Regions from separate parts of the Callithrix jacchus genome. Here region 2 is linked to region 1. A link is a contact called in public Hi-C data. All regions are on one chromosome and are shown on one strand. Each heading gives the region's core, a stretch centred on a gene start, on an enhancer-like site or on the middle of the called end of the contact. The rest is flanking DNA. Distances are from core to core; before and after follow the strand shown. Region 1 holds the start of TAC4 (tachykinin precursor 4). Region 2 holds the start of NXPH3 (neurexophilin 3).

Evidence for each region. Hi-C and Micro-C count contacts between places; a contact is called where the count stands out from the background.
Region 2: a contact with region 1 is called in a Hi-C map of skeletal muscle, with 4 times the contacts expected there. The contact joins the promoter of NXPH3 here to the promoter of TAC4 in region 1. A contact is called at or near these places in 2 of 3 Hi-C or Micro-C datasets (induced pluripotent stem cells and skeletal muscle).

Annotation. Positions count from the first base shown.
Region 1 is chr5:116,473,631-116,479,313 of calJac240_pri, reverse strand. It overlaps TAC4 (tachykinin precursor 4), which reads right to left and starts at 3,537. Exons shown (of 4, transcript XM_008997392.5): 1 at 3,258-3,537. The coding sequence starts at 3,380.
Region 2 is chr5:116,745,206-116,750,888 of calJac240_pri, reverse strand. It overlaps NXPH3 (neurexophilin 3), which reads left to right and starts at 2,349. Exons shown (of 2, transcript XM_002748452.7): 1 at 2,349-2,896; 2 at 5,208-5,683. The coding sequence starts at 2,843.

The sequences.
Region 1 (5,683 bases), core at 2,288-4,787:
CCTCTGGTTCCCGTGTTTTACGTTTGGGGAAACTAAGATGCAAGGAGGTTAAGTGACATGTCTAAGGTCACACAGGAAGAAGTTGAACCAAGATTCAAAGTCTGACTTCACACTATTGGCTCTGCTCTATCTTGGGAAATGTCTCCAGCATAGATGAGAGGGCTGGAGTGAGCTCATGGCGGGTCCCCAGGATGCAAGGCAGGACTGCTTCCCCTCCTTATCCCCACTCTAGTGCCCACTCGCCTCATTTCCCTCATTGTCCCAGATTTCCCTTGCCTTAGTGCCTGGGCCTCCTGGAAGGAAGTGGCATGTGGTCCAGGGGTAGAGGTTATTGCCCTGGGCAGAGACATTTTAATTCATGAGCTGTTGGGGCAGGCGTCCTGAACTGAGGACTGTGGATTGACATTCCCATTCTTCGTCAGCCTCTGTGACCTTGGCCAAAGCCTTCTCCCTCTCTGACCTTAATCTGAACTTCTGAAGTGGGGCTTGCTCAGTTCTGTTGAAAGGGAGAGTTGCTCCCTAGTTGAGAGAGTGACAGTGGGTGACATTTATTAGACTGTCTTCACATGTCTGTACCCCCAGTGCCTGACACTGAGCCTGGCACACACACAAGCCCAGCATGTGTGGGACACAGAATGCTGAATGAGGGGTCCTTTCTCTGAGAGTCTGGGATAGGGAAGGGGCTGGAGTCCCCTTTTCCAGGAAGACTAAACATAGAGCCCTAGAGTAATGTGAGCCGCCTGCCAGGAGGCTGGAAGCTGGGGTTGGATCAGAGGCTTTTTCTTCCATCCCCAGTTTCCCTAGGGGTGGCACTGGCGCTCCCAGGACCAGCAGGGACCTGGCAAGGGACAATGGAAACCCTCTTGCCTCTCACAACTTGTCTTGTCCCACCTTTCAGGATCAAGAATGAATTGTTTTCTAAGCCTTGGACTAATTCACTCACTTCCCATCTGCTTCCCTCCCACCCCACCAGGACGTTAGTGGCTGGGGAAGCTACCTTGGGCTGGAATCATCCAGCCTGGCTAAGAACCAGAAAAGTCTCTTTGGAGATTTGGACCCATTTCTGAAAAACTCATGAAAACCACTTTGCCTTGGTAAGAGGTAGCCTTCAGGTGCAAGCTGGAGAGAATGGACACTTATGAATTGAGTAGGACTGACCTTTCTCCCCCTGGGTTTCTGGTGGGGGGGGCAGGGGCATTTGGAGGCATTGGTTCCCATTCATTCCTAAAAGACTCCTGCCCCACCCAGAGATCTCCATATCCATCTAACCCAAATCCCCAGCTCCAGGGATGACTATAGGTGGGGAGCCCCGAGAGCAAGGGAGGTAAGTGATGAGATCATCTCCCATTCCTGTCACCTCATTTTTTTTTTGAGACAGAGTCTTGCTCTGTTGCCCAGGTTGGAGCACAGTGGCACAGGACCACTCACTGCAGCCTCAACTCCCCAGGCTCCACAGATCCTCCCACTTCAGCCTTTCAAGTAGCTGGGACCACAGGTGTGCACCACCATGCCTGGCTAATTTTGTTTATTTTTTGTAGAGACGGGGTCTTTCTGTGTTGCCCAGGTTGATCTTGAACTCCTGGCCTCCAGCAGTCCTCCTGCCTCAGCCTCCCAAAGTGCTGGGATTACAGGCGTGAAACTCCACAGCCGGCCATCACTTATGTTATCCTTAGCATCCCACAGTGTTCCTAAGTTCTTCCTGACTTCTAACCCAGTCTCTCCTCCCATATTCCAAGCCCTGTGTCTTGGGAAGCAGAGGGATATTATATTAAAGGAGAGTGAAAGGAGAATAAGGATTAGACCCAGCTGCAGGAGGAGGTGCTTTTGGGAGGTCGTCTAGCAGTGCTAGTTGTTTATAACAACGTTTCCCATGGGGCTGCATAGTGAGGCGGCATCACCCAGCGAGGCTTCTGTCTCTAGACAAGGTACCTGATGTTTGGCACTGACTCTATAAAGCTTGTCAAAGTTAGAGGAAAGCCTTGCAGGGGTCACTTCCCTCCATTTCTGGAAAGCGGCGGGCGTCAGTGGAGATGCTCCCAGCCCTGCTGCCTTCTCCTCACTGCACACACTGCCAGGTTCAGACAGACCAGAGAGGAAACCCACCATGCAGGACTGTCCATTTGACAGCTCTTCCTGGGTCCCCATTTATTTATTTATTCATTCATTCTTTTGAGACAGAGTTTCGCTCTTGTTGCTCAGGCTGGAGTGCAATTGGTTCTATCTCAGCTCACTGCAACCTCTGCTTCCCGGGTTCAATCAGTTCTCCTGTCTCAGCCTTCCGAGTAGCTGGGATTACAGGCGTGCGCCACTACACCTAGCTAATTTTGTATTTTTAGTAGAGACGGGTTTTCTCCATGTTGGTCAGGCTGGTCTCAAACTCCCAACCTCAGGTGATCTGTCCACCTTGGCCTCCCAGAGTGCTGGGATTATAGATGTGAGCCACTGCGTCCAGCCCCTGTGGCCCCATTTCTAGGTGCTTCTGAGGACCTCACCATGGCCCAGGACTGAAAGCCAAGGTCCACCCCAGTGTCCTCACCATCCTGGAAATGGGAGGCGCCAAGCCCAGTCTTGTCCTGCCTGTCCCCTAGAAGCCCTCCCTGAGCACTGGCCTCTTATTTGTCCGCCTTTGTCTCTGGTTTGTTGGGCTCTCTCCCTTGTCTGATTAGGGGATCCCTGAGGTCAGGATCTTTGCTTCCTCAATCAGACTGTCAGGCAGGAGTGGGGGTAGTGTGGATGCTGGTCATTTCTACATGTGAGAACAAATGGTGGTCTTGTTTAAGTTAATCCTCTTGAAATTCTGGAAAAGCTCCTCAGATGCACAGATACGCAGAATCAGACCTTGGGCAAGGTGTGTAGTTGTGCTTTTGAAGCTGTGCAACCTTGGACAAACTACTTCTCTGTGCCTCAGTTTCCCTATCTATGAAATGGGGGATAATTATGATACCTTCCCCATGAGGTTAATAGGAGGATTGAGTTAATATTTATAAAGTATTTCAGACAGTGCCAGAAATATACCGTGAGTTAAGTAAGTATTTCTTATACCGTGAGTTAAATAAGTATTTCTTGAATACACACACACACTCACGCACTTTGGAGGTCTGCCAGGCCAGGGCTCATAGCCTTGAATCTACTCATGGAAGAGAGTCGAGCAACCTGCCTTACAGGGCACAGCCTGTTCTGGCAGCCACACACGGGATCTTTTGCCCCTCCACCATCCATCATCCCCTGCCCTGGTCAGAGCCTCTCCCCAAAGGTACCTCTAAGGCCACAGTTATCCAGGTCTCTGCTTCAGTGCTGAGTGCCTGTTCCTCTCCACCATCACCTGCCACAGTGCACACGAACAGCTCCATCAGGAGAAGCAGGGCTAGGCAAGGCAGCATGGTGAGCCTGCTCTGCCCCGGAACCCTCTGGGAGCCCCTCTCAGCCTGAAGACGCCTGCTTCCTGCAGGCTTTGGTCCGTTCTTTGGCTCCTTGAGTCTAGGTAGGGGAAACGCACCCTGTTTTCAGGTCCTATTCCTGCTTCCTTCCTTCAGCTTTAACTGATCCCCAGGCAGGTTTCTGTGACTCCCCTCCCTCCCTGGCTGGAAAGGCCAATGATATTAGCAGCTGCTCAGGAGGAGGGATCAGACCTCCAGTGCCCCCGCTAATATTTGATCCCAGGGCTTAACACTCTGATGCAACATCTGCCTCACCTTTGGCTGTGTTTCCCTGGTGGCAGGTGCACAGTGGGGCAGTGTGTGGGGACCTGGGGCTTGCAGCTTCCAGGCTGGAAACCCTGAAGGGACCTTCTCATCTTGGAAATAGGGAGGGGGCCGTATAGCTTCTCGCTTCCTGGTGCTCTGCTCTCCTATACAGAGAGGCCTCTCCCTGGAAATGAGCAGTGTCCCCTCCTGTCTCCTTTTCCTGTCTTTGAGCCCCTCCTCTCCAGCATTCTCCATCAGTAGTCACTGTGTGCATAAGAACACACACAGGGGACAGTCTTGCTCTAAGAGAAATAACACAGTACTTAAAGGAATGAGCCTCCCCACAAGTGGGAATTGGGATTTGCCAGAAAAATGGCTGCAGGTTTCAAGCATCACTGGCTCTAAATGATCTTTCCCCTGTTGTCAAAGTGATCTTTCTAAATCCCTAAACTGACCTGTCTCTCCTGCTCACAACCTTCCAGCATCTCCCCACTGCCCTTGAGTGAATTCAGGCTCCCTAGCATGGTGTTCATGGTCCTTCGTTGAGTTCTTCCTCTCGCCTATCCTTCCATCCATTCATCCATCTGTCCGCTCATCAGTCTAGAACAAGGGCTCTGTGGTCAGAGAGGCCTGGGTTCCATTTCTGGCCCCACTACTAAACAGCTGTGTGACCTTAGGCATATTATTAACTCCTTGAGAATCCTTGTCTGTAAAACAGGATTAATAATAGCACGTGTTTCCAGAGTTTGAGGCTGAAATGAGATGATGCCCAGGAACACAGCACAAGGTATGATGGTCAGTATTTACTACCTGCTGACCAAGCTTACTGTTACAATTATTGGCACTGGGGGGCTGGATGCGGTGGCTCACGCCTATAATCCCAGCACTTTGGGAGGCCGAGGTGGGCAGATCACAAGGACAAGAGATCGAGACCATCCTGGCCAACATGGTGAAACCCTGTCTCTACTAAAAATACAAAAATTAGCTGGGTGTGGTGGCATGTGCCTATAGTCCCAGCTGTTGGGAGGCTGAGGAAGAATTGCTTGAACTCGGGAGGCAGAGGTTGCAGCCAGCTAAGGTTGCACCGCTCCACTCCAGCCTGGGAGACAGAGTGAGACTCTGCTTAAAAACAAACAAACAAACCCACAATTATTGGCATTGGGTGAGGCAGTGGGCTGTGGAAGATGAGTAAGACACTGTCCGCATTCTGTCGCATCTCACAGTCCAGGCACGGAGCCCTCTGGTTGGCTGATAAGCTACGTTTGATTTGACATGTGCCAGCATAGTGGTGGGAGCAAGGGAAGAGCATGCCCTCCTTCCCAGGCCACCCCTACCCCTGTCCTAGGACAGGCTGTTGCCTCTGCGGGACCTCCCTTTCCGCCTGGTGAACTCCCATTCATTCTTAAAGATCCAGTTTAATATTCACCTTTTCCATAGAATTCTTCTGTCTCTTCCGGTCTCCAGCAACAAGTAATTGACTCCTTTGCCAACATCTCCTACTTGGATCTCTATGGCTCCCCACCGGCTGCTGTGCGAGGTTGTGCAGGTTGTGTCCTGCACAAGGCCGGCTGCCGAGGGGGCTAGTGGATGTGAAATGCAACCCTTGCTCTGCTCACTGATCTGCACAGCCTAGCTCGGGGCTGTTCACCCCTGGAAGAAGCAGCTTGGCTCCAGTTCTCAAGGGACAGCTGGGCTGAGGGCACCTCTGCTAGTCAGCCATGTGATTGTTGATTATGCCAGGGTATCTCAGAGTGGGGCTGGATAGATGTGTGCTTGGCATACAGTAGGTTCTTCCTTTTTTTTTTATAAGGAGTCTTGCTCTGTCGCCCAGCCTGGAGTGCAGTGGCGTGATCTCAGCTCACTACAACTTCTGCCTTCCAGATTCAAGCAATTATCCTGCCTTAGCCTCACGAGTCAGGCACCTGCCACCACACCCAGCTAATTTTTCTATTTTTTTCGTAGACACAGGGTTTCACCATATTGGTCAGGCTGATCTTGAA
Region 2 (5,683 bases), core at 1,100-3,599, 270 kb before region 1:
TGATCATTTTGCTTCCTAAAGATGCCTTCCTTCTCCCTGCCCCCCCTCCAAACCACTGCATTCATCTCCTGACGATTTCCTCTCCTCTCCCTTCTAGTCCAGGGAATTCTCCAAAAGCTTTTAAAATGCAAATCTAACTATAATCACAGCCCCCTTAAAACCCTTCAAAGATTCCTCATAAACAAAGGTCCCACACCCTTGACCCTCCATCAGCTAGTCCCAGCCTCCCCTCCTCCCGCTCTGTGCTCCGGGAGCAGCAAACTGCTTCAGTTCCAGCCTCCAGACCTTTAGTCATTCAGTGCCCTCTGCCAGGACTAGCCCTTGCCAGGCAGGCTCTTCCTCACACCCGCAGTCTCACCTCCTCCAGGAAGTCATCTCTGACCCTCCCGCCCCTATCCCCCCCCACCCCGCTTCCTCAGCGCATCTGTAATGCCTTCCTTGTTCAAGGATCTGTTATTCCACTCACCACCCTGAGTTATAATTATCGATTTTCATGTCTCTGTTCCACACTTGCCGAAGAGATCCTTGAGGGCAGGGACGGTGTCCCATTCATCTCTATCTCAACCCCTGGCCTGGCGCCTGGCACGGAGGATAGGCTTGGCCAGGAGGTGATGGATAAATACGGGCGGGGGGACTCAAACAAAGTGAGAGGCAGAAATGACCAAGAGGGGAGTGAGGGCAAGCCTGGCAGGAGGAGCAGGCAGAGCAAACGTGTGGGAAGTGGAGAACTGAGAACTTCCGTTTATTGCACTCCTACGACTGCCCGCCAGCCACCGTGCCTGTGCTTTGTTTGCACATTTTCTCTCATTTGGTTCTTGCAAGAACAGATCAGGAAACGGACATCAGAGAACCAAAGTAACCTGCCCAAGGTCACACAGCCAGGTCTGGAACAGAATCTGGGACTGTCTGGCCTGAAAACCTGTGCTCTTTCTTCTGGGCCACACAGCTCTCCTAGGGACAGGACCTTCTGGAAACCAGACAAGGAGTGGGCCCAGCTACGCCCCCTGCCTAGGAGCACCGGAACCAACTGCCCACACTCAGGCCAACAGCTTCTCTCTCCCAGCCGGACCAGAGGCTCAGAGGCCAAAACAAAGATTTGCCTGTTCCTTCCTCCCCTGGCTTTGGGGGGTCTTTGACTAAACATGTACAACCCCCTCTCCCCCACCACCACCAGGAAAGAGCTGTTGCATCTTGGTATAGCCCAGGGTGCCTGGAAATGCAGGGGGCTCTGTGACGCTGCCTGGGTTTTGCAGAATCTGTCTCCCTCATCGCACTTGGCCCAGGCTGATATTAAGATTCATCTGCATTCCCCGCGCACCCGCCTGGCAGATGGTGGGGGAGGAGGCTGGGTGCGTGCCGGGGTTGCAGCCACGGGACCAAGCTGGGCCTCAGAGGGCCACAGAGCAGAGCGCCCACCCACCACGCTCCTTGGGCCCAGGCCAAGCTGGGACCGCTCTGAATGATGGGGTGCCTCCTCACCTTCATAGCCTCCAAGGGGTGCCAGGACTTGACCTTTTATTTTTCTAAAGACTAAAGGGACCCTGAAATTCCAGAAAGGAGACCTGAAGATACAGAGTAGGGGTGATGGAGGATGGGCCCCCATCTTTGGGAATGTCAGATCAGGGTCGTGTTCTTCCTTCTTGCCCTAGAGGTTTGCAGAGACCCCACTGGGACAGGAGCCCCTCTCAGCCTGGAGGCCCCCGTGGTGTAGAGAGGGTAAGTAGTGAAGAATGACGGGACAGCCTCTAGGACAGCCTTGTCCACCTCACTCTCCAGCTTCTCAGGACCTGCCCAGGGCCCCAGAATCCAGCTGGCCCCTAACAGCCTTTTCAGCCCAGGGCCCAGCCAAATGCTTCCTGTCACAGTGACTAGACCTAGACGGTCCAGGGATTATCTCAGCCCCTCCAAGTAAAGTAGAAGAGGGAAGGAACAGACATCGTAATAAAAGGAGTGCAGGCTAGACACCCAGAAGAACTTCCCTCACCACAGGTTTTGGCTCTTAGAATGGGTTTTGAAAAAAAAGGATCTTTCTGAATTCCAGGACTCCTAGGTTGGGGGCAGGGCAGCAGATTCTCGCTGCCCCTCCGGGGAAACGGGCGCTCTGCCAGAGGCGTGGAAACGGTAGGGTCCGTATCCCCTGGCTCTCCCTTCTTCTCCAAGAGTTACTCCGCCCCCGCGTGCGGTCCCCTTCGGGCTGGAGAGCTGGCGTCCTAGGTCCCCGGGCTGCGGGCCGGCAGGGGAGGAGTTAACTCCGGAGGTACCGGCTGGGCTCACTGTACCTGCCGCCGCCGCCGCCGCCGGTGGGAGGGACGAGGAAGCGGGAGCAGCCTGGGCGCCAGGAGCGCTCCAGTCTGGCGGGGCACAGCGCGGGGAGCGGGCGGCCGGGGCTCCGCGCGGCCGGGGGCGTCCGCCAGGGGGCGCGCCGCGACGGGGCGGGAGAACAGCCTGGTCTGGGGAATTAGCACCAGGACGGGCACGCGCGCAGGTCCCCAGCACATCTGGGCGAAAGCGGCGCCGCTGGAGCCGAGGGGGGCGCCGAGCACAGATCTGGAGCCGCGGAGCCACGGCGCAGCTGGGGCCCTTCGAGGCGCTCGGGGCGCACATCTGGGACCTCGAGTGGGGGCCGCGCCACGCGCAGCTGGACCAGGGGAGGGGGGCGGCGGCAGCACAGCTGGACCGAAGGGGGCGGGGTCGGCCCTGGGCGACCGGCTGAGGGGAGGGCCGCGGGCCGCCGGGGACTGGAGCATGGGACGGCGCGCCTGAAGGAGCAGGAAGGGGACGAAGAGGCCTGGGACCCCGAAAGGAGAAGAGGAGAGCGAGAGGACGAGAGCGGAGGAGGAGGATGCAACTGACTCGCTGCTGCTTCGTGTTCCTGGTGCAGGGCAGCCTCTATCTGGTGAGTGGTCCGCGGGGAGCTGCGCGGAGGGGCGGGGGCCCGGAGGATCGGGGGAGAGCGCGGGAAGCTTGCGAGCCCTGAAACTTTCTCCCTTCCCCCGACATCCCGGGGATGGCGGGGAAGACTGGAGGCTGGGGGAGAGGGCGGGTCCGAGGCCGGAGGCTCGACAGATAGGGTTAATAGGGGCGGGGAGAGGGTGCTTGTCTGGCCCACCCACTCCGCGGCGGGTGGCTGGAGGTGCGACCAGCGCTCGGAAAAAGGCCCGGAGCTGGGTCGCCAGGATTACCCGACCCCTTTCAGGAGCCCCAGGACCTCGGAAGGGGGCCGGGCAGTGGAGCTGGTGACCTGCAGGCTTTTCCCCTGACCTCCGGGATCCAGAGAGCCCGGGCTCTGAGTCCCCCAGAGCGCGGAGCCAGTCCAGGCTGGGGGCGGCCCCCGCGTCCCTCGCTCCCGCCCTCCCTCCCGCTCCCTCCCTCCCCGCCTGTTGTTTTCCTCTCCTCTCCCGGCTGCGCGCAGCCGGAGCCCCACAGGACCTGGGCAGGCGGCTCCCGCCCCGGGCGCTCGCGGCAGCTGAGCGGAGCGCCCAGAGCCCGCTCCCCGTGCACCGGTTCCGCGGCTTCTCGGCGGCCCAGGGCGCAGGGGAACCCCTCCATGAACCCAGCCCGGGGCTAAACTCCCCTCCGACCGAGAGTCCGCCAACCCTCCCGGCAATCCTGTCGTGGAGAAGCCTCAGCCCCGCGTCTGGACCTGCCCCTTTAATAAACAAGCCCGTTGCCACCGCCCCATGCTACTGTGGGAAGAGCCTTCCCGTTCTCACGGCCCCACCTGTGGCCCTTTACCCTTCAGCCACGCAGCCGTGACCCCCAGGAGCCAGTACCTTCAGGTCTGCAGCCCTGAGCCAGTCCCCGAACCTCCCCTCCTAGCTGTCCTTCTACCCCACCCCTGGGGCCTGGCAGACAGGGCCAGCCTGAACTGTGGGGCAGAGACAGATTCGGCCACAGTACACAGTGGCTGGCACCACCCAGGCCAGAACACGGGCATGAAGACCCCACAGCCCCTTGGAACTGTATTGTCCCCACTCCAGTGTCACCAAATCCGGATGCTGCCCAGCTGAGCCAGTGCCCCCCGGTGCCAGTGGTAAAGACACCTAGGGCAAGTGGTCCCTTTCAAGAGCTGAGCAGACACACAGCTAGGCTGTGCCCTCAGGAAGCTCTGCCAACCCCGATGCCCCCCACTGCTGTCCCATTCTCCCTGTGGCACCTCCAGGAATCTCCCCAGGTGTGGCTTGTCACCATAGCTGATCCAGCAGAGGGAGGATGAGCCCCTGCAGATTTCAGAGGCGATAAAACCCTTTCAAAAAGACACATCTGGTCTGGGAGGCTGGGAGTGTGGAGTGTAACGGAAGGGATGACCCTATGTGAACTCAGTCTTGTAGTGGTGTAACCTCTGAGCCCGGTGTCCTTATCTGTGAAATGGGAATGAGAGCTACCTCAGAATGCAAGTAACATCTTGGCACGTCATCGTCAGTGTCCCCTGGAGAGGTGTTTGGCTTTCCATTCCCATGGCCATCCTGAGTGTGGCGTTCACTCCCAGTCTCCCCTAGTCCTCTTGCCCACCCTAAAAACTGTATTCATGCTTGAGAATTTCACTGTGTTCTGCTTTCTTATTTCATTGTCTGGTGGTTCTCTTTGCATCTAAGGGTAGAAATTACCCTAGGGTAGGGACGGTGTCTTACCCAACAGACTAGGAAGACCCAAAGGGCAGAGGCTAGCCTCTCCTGTCAAAGCAGGGGCTCTCCCAGGATTTGGATGGTGCTCCCCTATCTGACTCAGGGCTCTTTGAGGACGGAGATTATGCCTCCCCCATCAGCCTGGGGATTTCACAGAGGCAGGGATTCCACCTCCTATCAGATCAGGGGCTCTGTCAGCACAGGAATGATGCTTCTGCCATCAGATGGGGGCTCCCTGGGATCAGAAGCTGGACTTCCCCCATCAGTCTGGGGACTCCCTAAGGGTAGGAGCCATTGTCCCTGGTGCCACAGTCCACTGGAAAGAATTATTGTCCATCCTTGAGACTTTGAATCGTGGCCCAGACAGGACAGTGAGGAAAGGACATGAGGGGTGACCTGACTGTCAGAACCTGACATGTATACAACCTAGAGTGTACACTTGCTCCCCAGTTTCAGTAAGCAACGTGCAGGAGCCCCTCACCCAGATCAGAGTGCAGTGGCAGGGAAAGAGGTGATGCTGGTGGGGCTGGGGGTGGACCTCCAGGGACAGGGCTCTCACTGTACTCACGACTCCCTCCACAGGTCATCTGTGGCCAGGATGATGGTCCTCCCGGCTCAGAGGACACTGAGTATGATGACCACGAGGGCCAGCCCCGGCCCCGGGTGCCTCGGAAGCGGGGCCACATCTCACCTAAGTCCCGCCCCATGGCCAATTCCACTCTCCTAGGGTTGCTGGCCCCACCTGGGGAGGCTTGGGGCATTCTTGGGCAGCCCCCCAGTCGCCCAAACCACAGCCCCCCACCGTCAGCCAAAGTGAAGAAAATCTTTGGCTGGGGCGACTTCTACTCCAACATCAAGACGGTGGCCCTGAACCTGCTCGTCACAGGGAAGATTGTGGACCATGGCAACGGGACCTTCAGCGTTCACTTCCGCCACAATGCCACAGGCCAGGGCAACATCTCCATCAGCCTTGTGCCGCCCAGCAAAGCTGTAGAGTTCCACCAGGAACAGCAGATCTTTATCGAAGCCAAGGCCTCCAAAATTTTCAACTGCCGGAT